Linked DNA regions of Mus musculus: region 1 is linked to region 2. A link is a contact called in public Hi-C data. All regions are on one chromosome and are shown on one strand. Each heading gives the region's core, a stretch centred on a gene start, on an enhancer-like site or on the middle of the called end of the contact. The rest is flanking DNA. Distances are from core to core; before and after follow the strand shown. Region 1 holds the start of Dhrs2 (dehydrogenase/reductase member 2). Region 2 has its middle 6.2 kb from the start of Gm46455.

Evidence for each region. Hi-C and Micro-C count contacts between places; a contact is called where the count stands out from the background.
Region 1: a contact with region 2 is called in a Hi-C map of granulocyte-monocyte progenitors, with 2.3 times the contacts expected there. The contact joins the promoter of Dhrs2 here to the enhancer-like site in region 2. A contact is called at or near these places in 8 of 39 promoter capture datasets (the HPC-7 cell line, embryonic stem cells, hematopoietic stem and progenitor cells and 3 more), 5 of 15 datasets of contacts at CTCF or cohesin (CD8 T cells, the G1E-ER4 cell line, embryonic stem cells and 1 more), 63 of 484 Hi-C or Micro-C datasets (B cells, the Ba/F3 cell line, the C2C12 cell line and 28 more), 8 of 115 datasets of contacts at active chromatin or transcription factors (astrocytes, bone marrow-derived dendritic cells, embryonic stem cells and 2 more) and 2 of 9 other capture datasets (adipose tissue and embryonic stem cells).

The regions. Positions count from the first base shown.
Region 1 is chr14:55,219,946-55,224,318 of GRCm38.p6, forward strand. Dhrs2 (dehydrogenase/reductase member 2) reads left to right here and starts at 2,062. Exons shown (of 11, transcript NM_027790.2): 1 at 2,062-2,123; 2 at 3,823-3,904.
Region 2 is chr14:55,146,188-55,150,866 of GRCm38.p6, forward strand. No RefSeq gene overlaps it. Among named protein-coding and RNA genes, the nearest start is that of Gm46455, 6.2 kb to the right of the region's middle. Within about 2 kb of position 2,499, at least 80 of the 459 cell types and tissues checked have an H3K27ac peak or open chromatin away from gene starts, as enhancers often do. A contact at or near this core is called in the G1E-ER4 cell line, adipose tissue, bone marrow-derived macrophages and 7 more, where this site is marked.

The sequences.
Region 1 (4,373 bases), core at 812-3,311, 73 kb after region 2:
AATATACACCAGAATTAGCTGTTTGTCCCAAGTTTGAGAGCCAACACAGAGTGTTTGTGCGCTAAGTCAGCAAAGAACAACATCCTTGAGGTGAGAAGGATTCAGAGGTCAGGCTTAGGTCAGCTTTATATCAGAGCGCTGCAGCTTATCCTCGGAGGGAAAGCAGAGAGTTTGAGATGTAGGTAGGGGATGGGCAGTCTCTCTGTTGCACCTTCTTCCCTGTACCATAAGAAGCAAGGTCATCAACCGAAAGAGCAGAACCAAATGATGTTAGGAATTTAAGGAAAGAAAAGGCTATGAGAGAATTGTCTATAAGGAATAAGAGAGACCTGTGGTATAGATAGCTCAGTTGGGCGAACGTTTGCCTCACAAGTATGAAGCCCTGGGTTTGATCCCCAGCACTGCACAAACCAAGTGTGGTGGTACACTCTTATAATTCAGCTCTCAGAGGTAGAGGTGGGAGGGTCACAAGTTCAAAGTCATCCTCAGTAACACAGGGAGTTAATGATGAGAGTGGGTCACTAAAGAAGTGAATTGGGGCAGAGGGACTGCACTAAAGGTTTGCCCGGTGGACATGAATTTAGCACACTGAGCTTGTGCTGGTGACCCATGTGCCCTTGGGTCCATCTGCCTCCTTCCAAGTATGCTCTCTGGAGAGCAGCTCACATCTGGTGCAAGGGGGAACTTCACAGGATGATGTAGTAACATTTTTTCCTTTTTGTAATCAAAGTTTAAACAATGTAATTGTCCATCAGCAGGGGAAAAGAATAGGCTAATTTTATGTCTGTGCAATAGTTATAGCTGCACAAATGAATAAACTAGAGAAGCTACTTGTCCAGTTCAATAGCCAAGTCCTAAGACTGCAGAGAACTAGGAAGTTTCGTATGTTTAGAGTGATAATACCATGCTTAGTAAAGTACCAAAGCAAGAGAAATGCTCTGTGTGCATTGCTGCATACATAGTAGAGATGCAAACTTGTGGACAAGAGGGAAGCAGGTAACTTCTGGATGATGGTGCCGCTTGGGAAGGCAGGGAGACGGGAATGGGATACGGAAGAGGCACAGAAGAACTTCTGTTCAAGTTTTAATACTTTTTTTTTTTTAACGTTTAAATAGAAGTTGGAGAAAACAGGAAGAAATGTCAGTGCTTGTCAAATGTGGGTAGCAGCTTTATCACCCATCTCGGTTCTTCATCTTTGAAATGTTTCCCAATAGACTTGGTGTATGCTATATGTAGGGATGTCACCACTTTCAAAGAAGAGATAAGCACATGTCTAAAACTCACGGTACCCCATTGTGAGGTGACAGCCTTTCAATCTGCAAATGATTCTCGAGTACCTAAACATTGCACAACAGTGCCTGAGGTCTTAGGGAACCTGCAGAGAATGAACAACGTTTACAAAGATGCCAGGAGGAGGCGTGTGCTGCTGGCAGAAACATCTGGTGCTCTGTGACAAATATGCCTCCAGAGGGGTCAAAATGGTAGATTAGAATGGAGTGGATTTGATTTTAAAAAAAAGAAAAGAAAGAAAGAAGGAAAAGAAAAGAAAAAAGAAAAGATTTTAGAATGTGGTGAGTTTGATAAAAATCTGCTGCAGTGTTTCCTGGTGCTCACAGCTCTTCAGGATTTTTTTCTGTGACAGTTTCCTTTAGGATATCTTGGCCACTTGGATATCTATTGCCCTGGTTCTGTATGATATAAATGTATACATATACATATATATATATATTTGCATTTATTTAATAGATATGTACTGACACATAACCTAACTCAGTTCTCTGGGTCTTCTCTCTTACTGCAATTGCCATTTTCTCTGTAATGACTCTAGGAATAAAGTGGTCTTCTTCCTAATCTTCTGTTACTAGGGACCCATCTGGGGCCATAGAAGGGTGTGCCTCAGGGGGTGACCCTGAGGTAGTTCTAAGGACACAGCGTGAGTCATCAAAAGGGTTTGGGAGTGTTACAGAAAATAAGCAGGGTGATCTTAAGGGCGGCGACTGAGAAGCGAGAGAGGATGGGATAGACCTCTATAAAGCAGGCGGCTGTCACCCGCGTAGTTTTGTGACTGCTGCAGCTTGAGACATCCCTCCAGGAATCTGAGTGCCTGAGTCCACTGGCCCGAGGTAGGTTTGCCGTATTCTTCCAAGGCTCCCTGACCTCAGAAATGGAGGGCTGTAGAGTTTAGGGAGATCAGAGGCTTTTAGGACCCACACACTCTTAGCACAGGTCCTCTGCTGAAAGGGAGAGAGTTGGCTTCCAGAGGATTGGGGCGGTCAGTAACTGCACTGTGCATCACTGGAAGTGTGAGCCCACAGACAGGGAATGTCCAAAGGCCCGCACTCATTTTCCAGAACTTCTTATTGATTCTTTGTGCATTTTACATCATGCACCCTAAACCCACTCGTCTCCCAGTCCCTCCATATCCTCCTTCCACTCTTGCAACTTTCCCCCCAAAAGAAAACAAACAAAATATCCCACCATGTAAACTTCCGTGTGTCACAGTGTGTCATACAGTATACTCTTTTGCCTAAATAGCTTTTCTTGCAAATACTCATTGCAATGGCTCATTGGTCTGGTTAGAGGCCACTAGCTCCTGCTACACTACCAGTACTGATCCTCCCCGGGACTCCTGTCAGATATCTTCTTGTTGCTCTGTATTGTGCAGATCTTACAGCTTTCCTTCTGGAGGACCAGCCTCTTCACACACACCAGCAGTTCACAGATGGAGTAGATGTTGGGGTGGGCCAACTCAAAGCCCTGGATCTGGGCCTGGGTGGAAACCTGACAACTCTCCCGTTCTTACACATGGGTGTCAGCTCTTCCCCACCCAAGTAGCACAGCTGGCAAGGGTCAGCTCACCTCCTCTCTCACTGTTGGGCTCACTCCCCCACACCTATGCCACCAGGGCTAGCTCTACTGTCTTGGCCATACCACCCTGAATGCTCCTGATCTCACCTGCACACACTTTTGTTGGAGGAATGGATAATCATTTCCGGTGTACCAGGACATAAAAGACGGAATCTAGATTCTTCACTGTGAAACTATCAGCTACTCTAGAGACACCAGTGTGCTGAGCTGCTCCCTTCACAGAGACCTAGACTTTGCTCCCACCAAGCCAGGGCAGAGGATGGAGGAACCATGGGGCTAAACTAGAGCGCATTAGACCTGGAAGAGTCTTTTGGGGTCTTCTAGGAATCCTGCCATCTCAGAAGTTGCTACAGGTCCCACTGCAAATGTGTGGCATATTATGTAAGAAAATTGAATAATATGCCAACTTACAAACAAGTGTGGGGAATGGAAAGGGTTAAATGAGGCTGAACTCCATTAAAAAGAATTGTAAAGAAGCCACTTGGCAGAAATACAAATTCCTCCAGAGCCAGCTCTTTTGGAAATCAATGCAGGTTCCTGTTTGCAGCCCGGTTTTGGAAGTTGTTCTTAACTTGTGCCTTTTGCAGTTAGCTGGGAAGCATGTGGGGCCTGGTGCTGACCACTTGGGGCTGCACAAAGCCCTTCCTATGCACCCTTCTGCAGAAAAGAGGCCTTTTGTCCTGCTGAAATACTTAGGCTTGTGTGGTCATTTTCCTGAGACCCCCAAATTCATTTCTAACAAAAGTGGCTTGCTCTTCCCCAAAGCTAGCTAATTACAAATAGTAACAGCTGACTTTTCTTTTTCTTCCTTTCTTTCTTCCTTCCTTCCTTCCTTCCTTCCTTCCTTCCTTTCTTTCTTTCAGATTTATTTATTTATTTTATGTATGTGAGTACGCTGTAGCTGTACAGATGGTTGTGATCCTTTATGTAGTTGTTGGGAATTGAATTTTTTAGGACCTCTGCTTGCTCTGGTCAACCCCGCTCACTCCAGTCGGCCTCCGCACGCTCAGTCCCTGCTTGCTCCAGCCCAAAACACGTAAGTACACTGTAGCTGACTTCACCAGAAGAGGGCATCAGATCTCATTACAGGTGGTTGTGAGCCACCATGTGGTTGCTGGGATTTGAACTCAGAACCTTCAGAAGAGCAGTCAGTGCTCTTACCCGCTGAGCCATCTTGCTAGCCCCCAGAGCTGACTTTTCACAACTTTAATAATCCTTGCCAAATTCTGCGTTCAATGTTCAAGAAATTGCCTTTGCGAGTTCGCTAAGCTCAGGAAGAAAGAGCATCCTTGTTTACTTTGTAGTTGTAATAGATTCACCGAAAGACAGCAAAGGTTACACAAACAGCATCCACCCTGCTGCCTGCTGTCTATGGTCAGTTTCCTATAAAACAACATCAAAGCTTGCCCTTGATGTGGTGTTACAGCTAACTATGTATTTTGTTCCCATTTTCCGGATTCTGCCTCCCACTCTCCCCCAACACACTAATGCTCAGATGAGTACAG
Region 2 (4,679 bases), core at 1,249-3,748:
TTTCTGAAATTTTGCTTTTATGACTTCAGTTGTTCACGCATCAATGCAACAATGTTTTAATTATGGCTGCTTTATTCAAAGCCCTTTATATTCTAGGGTTTTTCTGTTATCTCTTGAATGGCTTTATTATTCTCGAGGCTCCTGGTTTAGTTGCCCATTGCTCCACAACAAAAGAGCCTGCAACCCTCAAGCTAGAGAACACATTGGCTCTGACCTGCTGGTTCCAGCTCAGTGCTCTCATGAGGTTGTGGTCAAGCTACCATCTGGGCTGCAGTTGTCTTCACTAGACCAGGGCTCAAAGATTAGCTGCCAAGCTGGCTCACTGAGTAGATGGCTGCAAAACTCAGGTCTTTGCTTCCTGGACCTTGTCATGGGTGACTCTCAATGTGTTAGATAGGACTGAGCCAATACGGAGACAGGAGGGCAGGGAGGGCCCAAGATGGCACTCAGCTTTTTGTCCTAATCACTCAGAGGCAAGACTGGTTTTTTGCCAGTTGGTCTGAAGTCAGTGGAGAACACACAGGGTGAGGATGCTGGGCAGCTGCGGTCATGGGGCCATCTAAGAAGCTGGTGTTCCGGGTCTAGCTTGTTTCCCTTTTCACTTGATTTACAGTCCTGGGGTCTCATATCGTCTTGAAAGCCATCAATGCCCCAATTGCTGTCCTCATCACTGAGTGGTCCTCCTGAGCACACACCTCAAGGCACAGTGCTTTCTCCGTTGACCTCACCATGTGGCTTTTCTCGTTGCTCTCAGACGGACCGGGCCCCACGCTCATACCATTCTGCACGTCATTTATCAGAATCGTCCAATCAATGGCAAACCTAATTGTACTAATTTTGAAACTCAGTGGGGAAATGCTCACCCAGGCTCTGCCTTCCTCATTTTGGTGTTTTCAGTACTCAGCATAGTTCCGGGCTTGACGTATGTTTTCCCTAGGACAGCCTGAGCGATTCATGGGTACCAGGAACTCCAGCTATTGATTTGGTTAGTTCCAGAGGTCTGACCTGGGAAAGAGGAGCCAATTCAGTGGCTTTGCAGCTGCGGCCTGTGGCCTCTTTCTGGTGCTGGCAGAAATGACTCTGCAGCCTTGTGGCCAGCTCTGCCTCTCCAGCCAGCTGAGCCCAGAGCTGTCTTCCCGCCCATCTTGGCTTGCCCTGTTTGGGGCCTGGAGCCTGCCTGAGTTCTGAGTCTGTTTCTGATATGACAGTTTATCAGGGGGGAGAGTCCTTGGGAGGGAGGTGTGGGGGCTCCATCTACTTGTTGACAGGTCTGCCCTTCCCCCAGCTTCTGCCCTCCCCAACTTGGGTGAGGCCCTTCCCCACATTCCTGAATTATGGGACTGTAAATTCCACCCGTATTGGAGTTTATTCAGATAGAATCGGCAGTCCCAGGAAATCAGCTCTGTGACAGCTCGTGAGGTCAACCCAACACATTCACAGCCCAAGGTTGGAATGATGTGGTCTGGGACAAGGCCTCATGGCTATACCAGGGCAAACGACTCTTGGAGCGGAGTCTTCATGCCTTTTCACTTCATGTCCCATCGCTTTCTCTCTGGACTTGTCTGCAGCTGTCTGTTGCTGTTGGTCGGTCACGGAAACCCTCAGGATCACCCAAGTCACCTCGGCTTTTGGAGGAGCAGAGGAGCTGAGAGGGGATGACAGGAGCCCAGCAGCATCCTTAAGCTCTCCGCTGACTGTCAGCATTTTAAGCATTGTGTGCTTCTCATTTTCTCCTTGAGTTTTTTTTTTCTCCCTCCTGCCTGCCTTCCTCATTTCCGCCCCACTTTTCTCTCTTTACTTCCTTGCCTCTTCAGGACTAAACATTGAGCCCAGGACCTCACATATGCTAGGCAAGTGTTCTACTTCTAGTTTATAATCCCAGCCTCTTTTTTAATGTTTATTTTGTGACATTGTCTCCATAAGTTGCTCAGGCTGGCCTTGAGTTCACGATCCTCTCACCTCAGCCTCCTGAGTAGCTAAGGTTACGGGCCTGCACTACGAGGATCGACTTTCTCCCCTAATCTTTCTTTTCTTTTTCTTTGCCCTCTCTTTTTGCTTTGGACCTAGCATTGAAGGTCGTTGGCCTCTGATTTGGGGCTGGTTTGAAAGTATGTCCATTTGGCTTCTGCACTCTCAAATCTATGCATCTGAATTAATCAACTTGGACAGGCTTAGAGACCACTGCAAAGGGGATGGATCTGCTGTCAGCTCGGCTCCTTCAGACTGCCTTGGAATAAAGTGTGACTCTGGGGGCCAGTGAGTGAGGGCTCTCTTGCTCCCTCTCTCTCTGGGTGAAAGGCACACGGCATGTAAGGAGAACCAAGCATAGACAAGGCTCACCTCCTCTCTGCAGTCTGTTTGCTTGCACCAGGCTAGAGCTGTTTTTCTAGTCAGTGGGCTAGCTTCTCTGTAATACCATCAGGCAAGCTCAGACCAGCAGGCCAAAGGAAATTTCCTGAAACAGGGCGGCTTCTCAGACATGTTATAACGCAGGCATTCCAGCAGGGGGTGCTCTAACACACAAAGTGTGAATCCTTTTTCTCTTGGGTCTAGTGGAGGAGCCTTGATTCTCTGTTCACTTACCCTCACTGTGTGGGGTTAATCTGTGTTGTGGCTTGGGGAGAAGAATCCCCCAGAGGGGTATTAGAATATTTAGAGCCCCGTATTTAGAAAAGGTAGATCAACCAACATCTGAAACCCCCTTAGCCCCTGGAAATATAAGACTTTCAATGTATTTCGTAGAGAAGAGGAAGGGACAGTTCAGAGGGGAAAGGAGGAAAACTGAGGGGTGGGAGGAGAACAGGGTAGGTCCAGTTTTGGAAATAAAATATCAAAAGAAGCATAATTTGGAAGCCAAGGCTGAGCCTGCCAACGTGAAGAGTTTGGTTGCCTTCATGAGGACGCTAGCTACAGACCAGAATTTAATATAAAATTTCTCTCCATTGCTGGAGCAGCACCCATCTACTTATAATTTATAGATATCAACTCTGAACTCAAGGGAATTGGGTTATGCAAGGGTTGCTAAGGAACAAGAGCAGACGTAGTAGGTAAGGCAGGGGTTGCTTAGTAACCAGGAGTCCCTGGGTGATGGAGTGGCCAGAGTAGGTTTGGAGCTGACAGGAATCATTCACATTGCGGTCTCCTGCAAGCTCCTTCAGTCTCTCGGCCTGGCATTGCTGGAGTTCACCTCTCTTCTGGTTGCCAGTCCCCAGGGGCCCTGGATTAATCCTGTCCCCTACCACTCTCTCCCTGTCTCAGTGGGAAGCTAGTCCTAGATGGAGTACAAGCACATGGGACCCTCATATTGAGAGACACAGGAGCTGCTGGGCTGATGTGGAGCTGGCACAGTTGGATTTGGGTGAAAGAAGACCTTGTAGACAAGCTGCCCATAGTCTTCCAACTCGTTGTGCCTGAGACTCCAAGGCCAGACCCTCCCCCTGCCTCGGTATCTGCACATATCTGTGGGGGCATATCTCTTCCCTCACGAGAGGCCTCCTGGGGCCCTGGGTCTCTATGTGGAGTTACCTGGCTTGGCTGCACGTGATGGACCTGCTTCAGAGAGCTTCACAGCCTGCTTTTTAAGTCACAGGCCCCGTCTCTGCCCTCCAGACACACAGGTGTTCGCACTGTTCCCGACTCCTCTGGATGCTCACACTACATACTCCTTTTCACCATTTCTCTCTGAAGACGAGGGTGTCTGTCCTGGCTAGGGAAGCCATGTCTTCCGAGGGAAAGCTTGGGTTTCCTAAGTCCTACTTCTCGGCAGCTTCCTATGCCTGAATCATTCACATCCTGCGTGAGCCTCTGGACACCGCGGAAGCCGGCAAGCAGGGAGGAAGCTTCCGATTCAGTCCCAGCTCCGTTTCTTTCTATCTTGCAGCAAAGGTGTGGAAGTGTCTTCAGCAGTAGGGGTGTTTTAAATTAACGACGGGGTTTTCCTAGGAGGCACGCTTAGACCAGCTGGCATGGAACTTACTCAGTAGACCAGCCCAGCCTCAAACTCACAGAAATCTGCCCACTTCTGCCTCTCAAGCACTGGGTTTAAAGGCCTGTGTCACCACGCTCAGGCAACAATAAGGTCCTACCATCTAGTTCCTAATGACAACCGAGAGTATTGGCAATAGTCTATAGTGTTTTCGGGGCCTCTGGGGCCTCTCTGACTAACAACTCATAAGGAGATATCCCTGGCACTGAGACATAATCCTAATTAAAAAAAAAAAAAAAAGAAAAAAGAAAAAACTAAAAAAGCCTAAACAAAACGAGGCTATAGACCTCTGGGGATTGTCTGAGTTAGGGTTTTATTGCTCTGAAGAGACACCATGACCAAGGCAAGGTTTATAAAGGACAACATTTAATTGGGGCTGGCTTACAATTTCAGAGGTACAGTCCACTATCATCATGGCAGGAAGCATGGCAGCCTGCAGGCAGACATGGTTCAGGAGAAGGAGATAAAAGTTCTATATTTTGATCTGAAGGCAGCCAGAAGGATACTCTTTTCCATACTGGGCAGATCTTGAGCATAGGACCTCAAAGCCCACCCCTACAGCCATGAACTTCCTCCTCTAAGGCCACACCCACTCCAACAAGGCCATGCCTCCCAATAGTGCCACTTTTTATGAGCCAAGTATATTCAAACTGCCTCTGGGTCCTCATGAGTACTTTTATTTAAACTGACACAC